Regions from separate parts of the Mus musculus genome. Here region 1 is linked to region 2. A link is a contact called in public ChIA-PET data. All regions are on one chromosome and are shown on one strand. The core of a region is the stretch at or near the end of the contact, and the rest is flanking DNA. Distances in the headings are between cores, read along the strand shown. Region 1 has its middle 7.0 kb from the start of Gm40047. Region 2 overlaps Maml3 (mastermind like transcriptional coactivator 3).

What was found. ChIA-PET counts read pairs in DNA pulled down with a chosen protein or histone mark.
Region 1: a contact with region 2 is called in an RNA polymerase II ChIA-PET map of memory CD8 T cells, with 6 read pairs. The contact joins two enhancer-like sites. A contact is called at or near these places in 1 of 115 datasets of contacts at active chromatin or transcription factors (memory CD8 T cells) and 1 of 9 other capture datasets (embryonic stem cells).

What each region holds. Positions count from the first base shown.
Region 1 is chr3:52,570,981-52,575,194 of GRCm38.p6, reverse strand. No RefSeq gene overlaps it. Among named protein-coding and RNA genes, the nearest start is that of Gm40047, 7.0 kb to the left of the region's middle. Within about 2 kb of position 2,539, at least 48 of the 459 cell types and tissues checked have an H3K27ac peak or open chromatin away from gene starts, as enhancers often do. A contact at or near this core is called in memory CD8 T cells, where this site is marked.
Region 2 is chr3:51,742,684-51,746,764 of GRCm38.p6, reverse strand. The region is part of intron 2 of Maml3 (mastermind like transcriptional coactivator 3); the gene reads left to right. Among named protein-coding and RNA genes, the nearest start is that of Gm46803, 37 kb to the right of the region's middle. Within about 2 kb of position 2,349, at least 103 of the 459 cell types and tissues checked have an H3K27ac peak or open chromatin away from gene starts, as enhancers often do. A contact at or near this core is called in memory CD8 T cells, where this site is marked.

The DNA.
Region 1 (4,214 bases), core at 1,290-3,789, 830 kb before region 2:
TAGCTCGATGCCTCCCTTCTGTCAGCTTCATCAGATGACCATGTTCAAAGTGCATTTCATGTTTGCAGTACAGCCAGCCCCAAATGGCATGGGGGTGCTGATCTGCTTTTTGAATATTCCCATATCACTTTTTTTCATCTCTACAACCCTTTTATTTTGACTGAGATCAAGAGACGAGCTTAAAACTGCAGAGAGTTTTTGAACTTGCAGAAGTCACAGTTTCTAGTCAGCTGGCTGAAGTCTTGAAGGTCTTTGCTGAGGCTCATTTACTCATTCTTCCAACAGACAAGGCTGTTCCTTAATGGAAGTGGGAGAGACTACATGGTGACAGAGAAGGGTCAGAAAGAGGCAGCCCCATCCTCCCTGAACTCGTTGTCCGGAGAGGACAGGCAGGCAACAAGTGCTCATGTTGTTCTTCATCTGGCATCAAGAGGCAAGAAGGAATAGCCCCAGGCTAGTCCACGGGGAAGTGACTTTTGAGTAGAGAACAGAATGAAGAACAAGTTCTAGGCAGACAAGTTCAAGTGCGGATCAAGGCTATTTATGGCTATCCAATATGTGCATAGCTGGGAGCCCAGAGTTACTCTTTGCCTGCATGCAATCCTTTCTCTCTCCGGAGTGAGGTCTTTGACCTCTACATCCAGGCGAGACTTGAGCCAGACTCTCTTGCAGTCCTTAGCCAGCGGAGGTTGGATGCATCCCAGACTCCCGAGGGCAGGTGTGTTCTGACAGCCATGGAAAGTTGTGTCTTCCTAATACCAGCACCCATGATCCCAAGTCTAGTTTTTAAAAAAAAAAATTCTCCTTATACAAGGCCAACCCTTCTATCCTTTGCCAAGACCTATCTCTGTCTAGATTCCTTCTTGTCATCTACTATAAGTGTCCCTATTGTCAAGGTTTGTCTATCCCCTGGATAACCCTCACCCTTATGGAATCTTCCTGAGGGACTCAGGACCTCTGGAAGAACAACAAATACTTTTAACTGCTCAGTCATCTCTCCAACCCAAGAAAATTAAGTTCTTAACAGTCACATTTTTAGAAGAGATTTTTGGCAAGCCCCTCAGAGTGCTCTAGCACAGCAGAAATGAAGTCGTTCCCTGTTTCCAGAAACACCTATCATCCCTTGAACGCTCAGCTGTGAGGACCTCCTAAAGCAGCTGTCGCACCTCCCACGCAACCCAAATAACTTTTAGTTCTTCTAAAGGGGCCTCCCCATCACTTCCAGGCTCGCTGGCACCCATTCCAAAGGGAGTCTCACAGACCGAGAAGCAGAAGCAGCAAACAAGCTGAGCCCTCAGCCTCAGGAATTAGGGAAGCAGGACACTGGCTAGTCTACTCTTGATAGTCACAGAACACAGAGCTCCCTAACATTCTGCAGTACAAAACTTGACCTAGGACACGTGGTCCAAAGAGCTCACTTGGGCATGGTTCTCTGTACCACGCACACATGCCCATCAATAAGAGGTAAAACATATATCAAGAAAAATTTAAAAGAGTGGTAGACATTGTACAGTGTGTACAGAGAGTGTACAGTGGTAGACATTGACAGTCACATCAATGGGAAGACTGAAGCAGGAGCATCCAGAATTCCAGGCCAGCCTTGGCTACATATAGCAAGGCCTTGCCTCACAACAAAGGATAAATAAGAAAAGACATAGTCCATCTCAAGAACACCAAAATAAGCATCACAGTGAAGCAGAAATGGAATGGAAATACAAAGTAATATTCAGGGCTGGAGACCCAGAACGTCTAGGCTCCTGTTCAGAAGGCAGAAAGTGGACATTGAACATTTCCGAGGAGCAAAGAGGTCCAGCCTCATTATGTAAGAGAGTGGGCACCCTGTTCCCTGCTTGATGAGCATCTGCTAACATCCTGAAGAAGAAAATGTATGCAGAACACGCCTCGAGACCTGCTGCCGTTCATTCTTTATGCTTGCCTAACATTGTCTGAGGCTCAGGAGTGAGCCAGATGGGGTGGTTAATTCTGACTGTCAGCTAGATTAGATTACAACTCACCCTCAGAATTATTGAAGCTTATCTGTGTGTGTGTGTGTGTGTGTGTGTGTGTGTGTGTGTGAGAGAGAGAGAGAGAGAGAGAGAGAGAGAGAGAGAGAGAGAGAGAGAGAGAGACTCCCAAATATAATTAAATTATTGGGAGCTCTGACCTAATAAATGGGTTATTCTATTGACCAACTGGATGATGAACGAAGTCACTGGGGAGGTGGTAAAAGGTAGAAGGACTTTTTCTTGTACTCACATCTTCCTGCACCACTCCACTCCACTTCCTCTCTACTCTAATGTGAGCTGTTCCTGCCATGGTAGACTGAACCTTCTGACATCCTTACCCAAAATAAACTCTTCTTCCTTTAAATTGCTTATGTCACACAAAAGTGCCGCATAAGAAAATAATGTGCTCTGAGTCCCGGCAGGAGGCCTGGGATGTTGCAAGATAATTCCACCAAAGAGCACACATAGACGGTCTTAACGATGAATAGAAAGACTATTGCCAGCTGACAACTGCGTGGGAAACTTGCCCAAATGGTATAGCCCCAAACTTCACCATGCTTTGCCTTTTATGCACTAAACCCACATCCTGGATGACACACTTTAGTTAACAAGAACAGTTAGCAAGAAGCAAAACTGAAGAAGTCAAAAAAAAATTTTAGTACATTTAAGGGGCTATTCCAGACCCTGGAACTATGGACTGGGTCTTTGATGAGGTAGGACTTTGTTCTGGTTTAGTCAGGAATTGGGGCCTATGTGCTAGGCTCTAAGGTCACAATGACACCTCCAATGTGGTCAATTGTGCTAAGGTCTCTGGCTGGTTATGGAGGCATCATCACTGAAGAAAACATCTGGATTCAACCCCTGTACAGAAAGTGGCAGTCTACTCAATCCTAGTGTCGTTGGAGTAGCATTGGGGACTGGAGCTGTAGTTCATTGGAGTGGAAACAATCCATCAGATGAAATACTCCATGGAAAAAACTAGTCTCTCTTTATCTAAAGCTGCTCTGAGCCCGCACTTTTTGTCACGGTTCATGATAAAAAAAATAAAATAAAATAAAGCCCTGGAATCAAACAGACCTGGACTCCTGTCTATTCTCTGATGTACTTTATCATTTTGCAGCTACTCCACTGATTAATGATAATACCTACCACAGAAGCAGCTAAAGGAAGTCTTACCATCTACCTATACAGTCTTCCCGTCTATAATTTGACTGATAATGTTTACTTCACAGGGTTGTAAGATACCAGGAGCTCATATGTGTAACCACACAGCACAGAGAGGGTACCCGGTCTTGATGGTAATTATGATCTGTTGATGCCCTCGTTGTCTACATGAGAGAATGGATCCTGCAGATACACAGTCTTATCTCCTGAGCAGGAAAATTGACAGGGTGCCGTTCTAGCTGAGCAAGAAATCTGTTGAATATGTGATAACCCCTGCGAAGAGTTTATAAAACTAGGTTCCAGTCTGTGATACTAAGGAAGCCGGAGTCTATATTCTCAGAGAAGTTAAGGTAGCTTTATGTGTGGAATCAGAGATTCTCGGAATGCTCTCAATAAGAACATCTGAGTTCTTATCTCAGGGCCTCAGTTTCCTTATCTGTAGGGCTAATGACAGTACACAGCACACAGGAACATGTGACATTAAATAAGATAATATTACCTTTATGACACTGTTTCAGACTTTTCATCACTCAGATGTGGCACACACCTGAGAGAAATATCTTAGAGAAAAGGAAGAACTTGGACTGAGCGCCCCAGGTGTTTCAGCCCTTCATGGGCAGCTAGGAGAAGATGGTTAAGCAGAGCCATCCATATCAAGGCTCCCAGAAATCACAAAGAGTGTCTGTGGTTCCAGGCTCCCTTCTTCTACCCATTTTATCCTACCTAGGTTTCTAGTCCATAGGTGGGGTAACTGATCCCCAAGCTGGGTCATCTCCCACTTTGTGAATCCTCAGAGATGGGTAGCAGTGTGTTTTACCACCTTCCAGGCACTTCTCAAGTCAATCAAGGTTATGGTCAAGATAAACTATCACATACCACAACTACCCAAACTACCATTTTGGTGTTTGGAGTTATTCACGCCAAAGCAGATGGCTAGACACTGGTAGTGCCAAAATTTGAAATCCAGGTATACAAAGCTCCAAAACTTGACCTTTTGCCACGTTCCAGTTACCTTGTTACCTCAAGGGAACTCACTGTACAAAA
Region 2 (4,081 bases), core at 1,100-3,599:
TTTACCAAATGTAACAGTATGACCCTGCCTTTCAAAATGTACGGCTCCCCTGTTTTGTGTCTGTTGGTCAGCAGATAGACTCTCCTGCTCATGTGCTTCCGCTAAAAGATCAGCAACCAGGCTGTGCCTCTCGAAACTGCGATCCCAGCCCAAATAGGAAAAGGTGGTTACATTGTTACACGTCACAGAATGTTTCTGGGGTTGCCTCGGCAACTGCCCCTCATAATTTGTTTTTACTATTGAGGTGTAACATCTTGAGGGTCGTTAAGTAAATGAAGAATTTAAAAACTAGATTGGAGGTGCATATCTTTAATCCCTTTAGAAGATGAGGCAGCCTTCTTAGAAGTGGGAACAAAACACCCTTGGAAGGAGTTACAGAGACAAAGTTTGGAGCTGAGATGAAAGGATGGACCATGTAGAGACTGCCATATCCAGGGATCCATCCCATAATCAGCTTCCAAACGCTGACACCATTGCATACACTAGCAAGATTTTGCTGAAAGGACCCAGATATAGCTGTCTCTTGTGAGACTATCCTGGGGCCTAGCAAACACAGAAGTGGATGCTCACAGTCAGCTATTGGATGGATCACAGGGCCCCCAATGGAGGAACTAGAGAAAGCACCCAAGGAACTAAAGGGAACTGCAACCCTGTAGGTGGAACAACAATATGAACTAACCAGTACCCCAGAGCTCTTGATTCTAGCTGCATATGTATTAAAAGATGGCCTAGTCGGCCATCTTTTAATACATCACTTTTTTAATACATCACTGGAAAGAGAGACTTGCAAACTTTATATGCCCCAGTACAGGGGAACGCCAGGGCCAAAAAGTGGGAGTGGGTGGATAGGGGAGTGGGGGGTGGGTATGGGGGACTTTTGGGATAGCATTGGAAATGTAAATGAGGAAAATACCTAATAAAAATTTTTTAAAAAAAGAAGATGAGGCAGGAGGATCACAAGTTGACACTAGGCTGGGCTACATAGCAAGACCTTGTCCCAAAAGTGAAAAAAAGAAAAAACAAAAAAAACAAAAAAAAAAAAACAGGAATTCGTAGTACCTGTCACAAGCAGCATCCAGAGAGCGATGCACTTGGGACTCCAGCCAGTTCATTGGCTGGAATGACAGTTTGGAAGACTGAGCATCCTAAAAGGGTAAAGCAAAGACTTTGATGGCTATCCTGAGCAGGGGAAGGTTATCACAGCCTCTGTAGTTCTTGGTCCTCAAAACACCTGCGTAGTCACATACAGATGATAAAAAACAAGTTTGTTACAACTGCGCGTAGCAGTGGGAGGGGCTCATACAAGGTAAACACCCTCTGGTCTCTTGTTGCTGGGTTGAAGACACACATGGCTCAATGTTTCTAAAGGGAAATACAAGGTGGACACTTTGTCTCGGGTTTCAGGGTGTTTGCACCACAGCCCGGGTGGCAATATTTGTGTTTCCCTGCGGTCTAGGAAGATACCGGATGCTAGAGACTGGCCACATTCTAGCAGAGTCAGTTAGCACTTTTACCACAAAGGTTATCGTGACCTCAGAATCAGGGGACAAAGAAGGGCTTCTTGGTACCAGTTTGGTTTTCTGAATTGCAGTTGTCTGTTAGAACATTCTGGGAAGTGAGGACTGATGTGTTGTCATATAGCCCAACACAGAAGTCATTAGCCGCATATAGCTAAGAACACTTGGAAAGTGGCTGCAGTAGCAGCTTTTTTTTTTTTTAAGACCAAAGAGAAAATTTCAATTATATGTATACATGGGGGTGGGTATGGGCATCCCATAGGTGTCTGGGGAGGCCAGAAGTGTTAGCTAGCTCCCCTGGAGCCAGAGCTGTAGGACATTTGGGGGTCACTAGGCATGGGTGCTGCGAACCAACTGCAGGTCCCCCAACCAAGCATTATATGTTTTTAGCCACTGAGACTTCTCTCCAGCCCTTGGGTTTTTAAGATTAAATGATTAACTTAGTGGACAGCGGGGCTCGGATTTTTGTTCCCTCTTGAGAAACAGGATAGGCAAAATGGCTGCACTTGAGGCGATGCAGAGACGCTAAGAATGTACAGAGCCCAGGAGCTGGCAGAAAGCAGCACTCACACAAACAGCAGATGACTTGTGCCCTCCAAGATAAGGAAGATGGATCTGTGACAGACAGGCTTCCTTTTCCTGTCACCTCCCCGCCTCCACACACTCTAACTGCTGCAAGTGGAGAACTGGGTCTACACAGTCAAGCCTGGTTACCGTCAAGCTCAATTTACCATGACTTTTATTTTCCAATAAGCAATCTGGCCAGCTGTGGCTAGAAATGAAATCACCAAAGTGCCAGCCCCCTCCTCCCCCCACTCTGGTTATTGATTTATAAAGAACCTCTTCCATGTTCCAGGCTGTCATCATCACCAACAGTCACATGTAATGCCAGCAAATCCCATGGCATGGACAGAGTCCACAATTTATTTCTTTCAACAGGCAATAAATATTACCTTGTATTCCTAGATTTAAAATAAGTTTATTGCTTTTTTTTAGAAACAATCTTAAATGTAAAAGAGAGATTTAAAAACAACAGCTAACATTGTGACCACTAACTAGGGTTTTAAGAGCAAAGATCACAAATTAATTTTTTAATGAAATTTCTGAATGTACAAACATTGTTTTCGATTTCGTTGGCAGCTCTAGTAAGACCATTCTAAGAAGTCTATATGTCAGGAAAGCATCAATGTTTATAGAACCCTCAAAGACTGCCCTTGAGCTCTGTACAGAAATTAGGGTCCAGAATGACTCAGAAGACTCTGGCCATGCTGGAAAGGTCTTGGCTGACTGACTGGGGCCTTGGTAAACTGTTGCATGCAGAATGTCTATTCCTATCTTGATTCAAAGTAGGCTCTCTACCGCCAAAATCAGGACTGCTCACAGCCTTTCTAAGAAACTAGAACTACAAGGGCCTTTTAAATGTCCCGGGGAGGGCAGGGTGTAAGACAAGGAAAGGTGTCCCAGCTTCAGGAAGAGTGAGACGCAGCCTAGCCTCTTGGGTCCTTTATGAAGAAGGACAATGGGAGCCGCAGTTTATCCTGATGGGTAGGTAATACACTTGGAGGCCTTTTTTGTTTTGTTTTGTTTGTTTGTCCTGCAGCTGTGTATTAGTCACATTGTTGTTGCTGTGACAAAACACCACAGCCAAAAGCAACTTCTGGCAGAGGGATGAGGGTCTAGCATGGCGGGGAGCATGGCAGCCAGCAGCGTGCATGGCAACCGGATGAGGAAGCCGAGATCGCATATGCAAACACATCGTATGGCAAGCAGAAAGCGGGGTGAACAAACTGGAGCAGTCTGGCGGCCACTCCCGTGACATGCTTCCTGCAGCAAAATCCCAATGGTGCGGCCAGCGGGGACCAAGGATTCACATGCATAAGCTAACGGAGAGCATTCCCCATGGAGATCACCACAGGCGGGTAGCCAGGTGTCCTGTGCGCGTTACATAGCTATGTCTACAGCATGATACACAGTCTGTGCTATTTCATCTTTTCCTCTCTAATGTGAGGAAAAGAAGGTTTCGTGAGGCCAAGGAACCTGCCTGTCATGTATAGCAATGTGAAATTGAGTTGAGCCTCTAATGTGTCAGATCTCTACAAAACTGGAGCTTTGGAAGACTAAGCTGTTGGCCAAGACTCAAGTTTCTTCCTTTTTGGGGTAATGAGGTTGGGGTTATAATTTAATTACAGTATTTCTCCCTTCCCTTTCCTCCCTCTAGACCCACCCATAAGCCTCCCCTCTCTGCTTCAAATCCATGTCCCCTTTTTCACTAATCGCTAATGCATGCATATATGGATATATATATATTCTCTAAATATAACACGTTTGGTCTGTATAACGCTGCCTGTGTGTATATTTTCAGCGCTGACCATTTGCCACTGTGGCTGGTCTGCTCTTCCTTTGAGAAGGCCACCTCTCCCACGCCCAGCTTCCCTCGTTTGCCTGTGTAGTTCTGTGGGTAGGAGTGAGGCCTCGTGGGCTTTTCTCCATCCTGTTTGGGCATGTCCATCGGTGTCATGCTTGTTCAGCAGATGCTTCTGACATCACTGGGAGACAAATCTCAC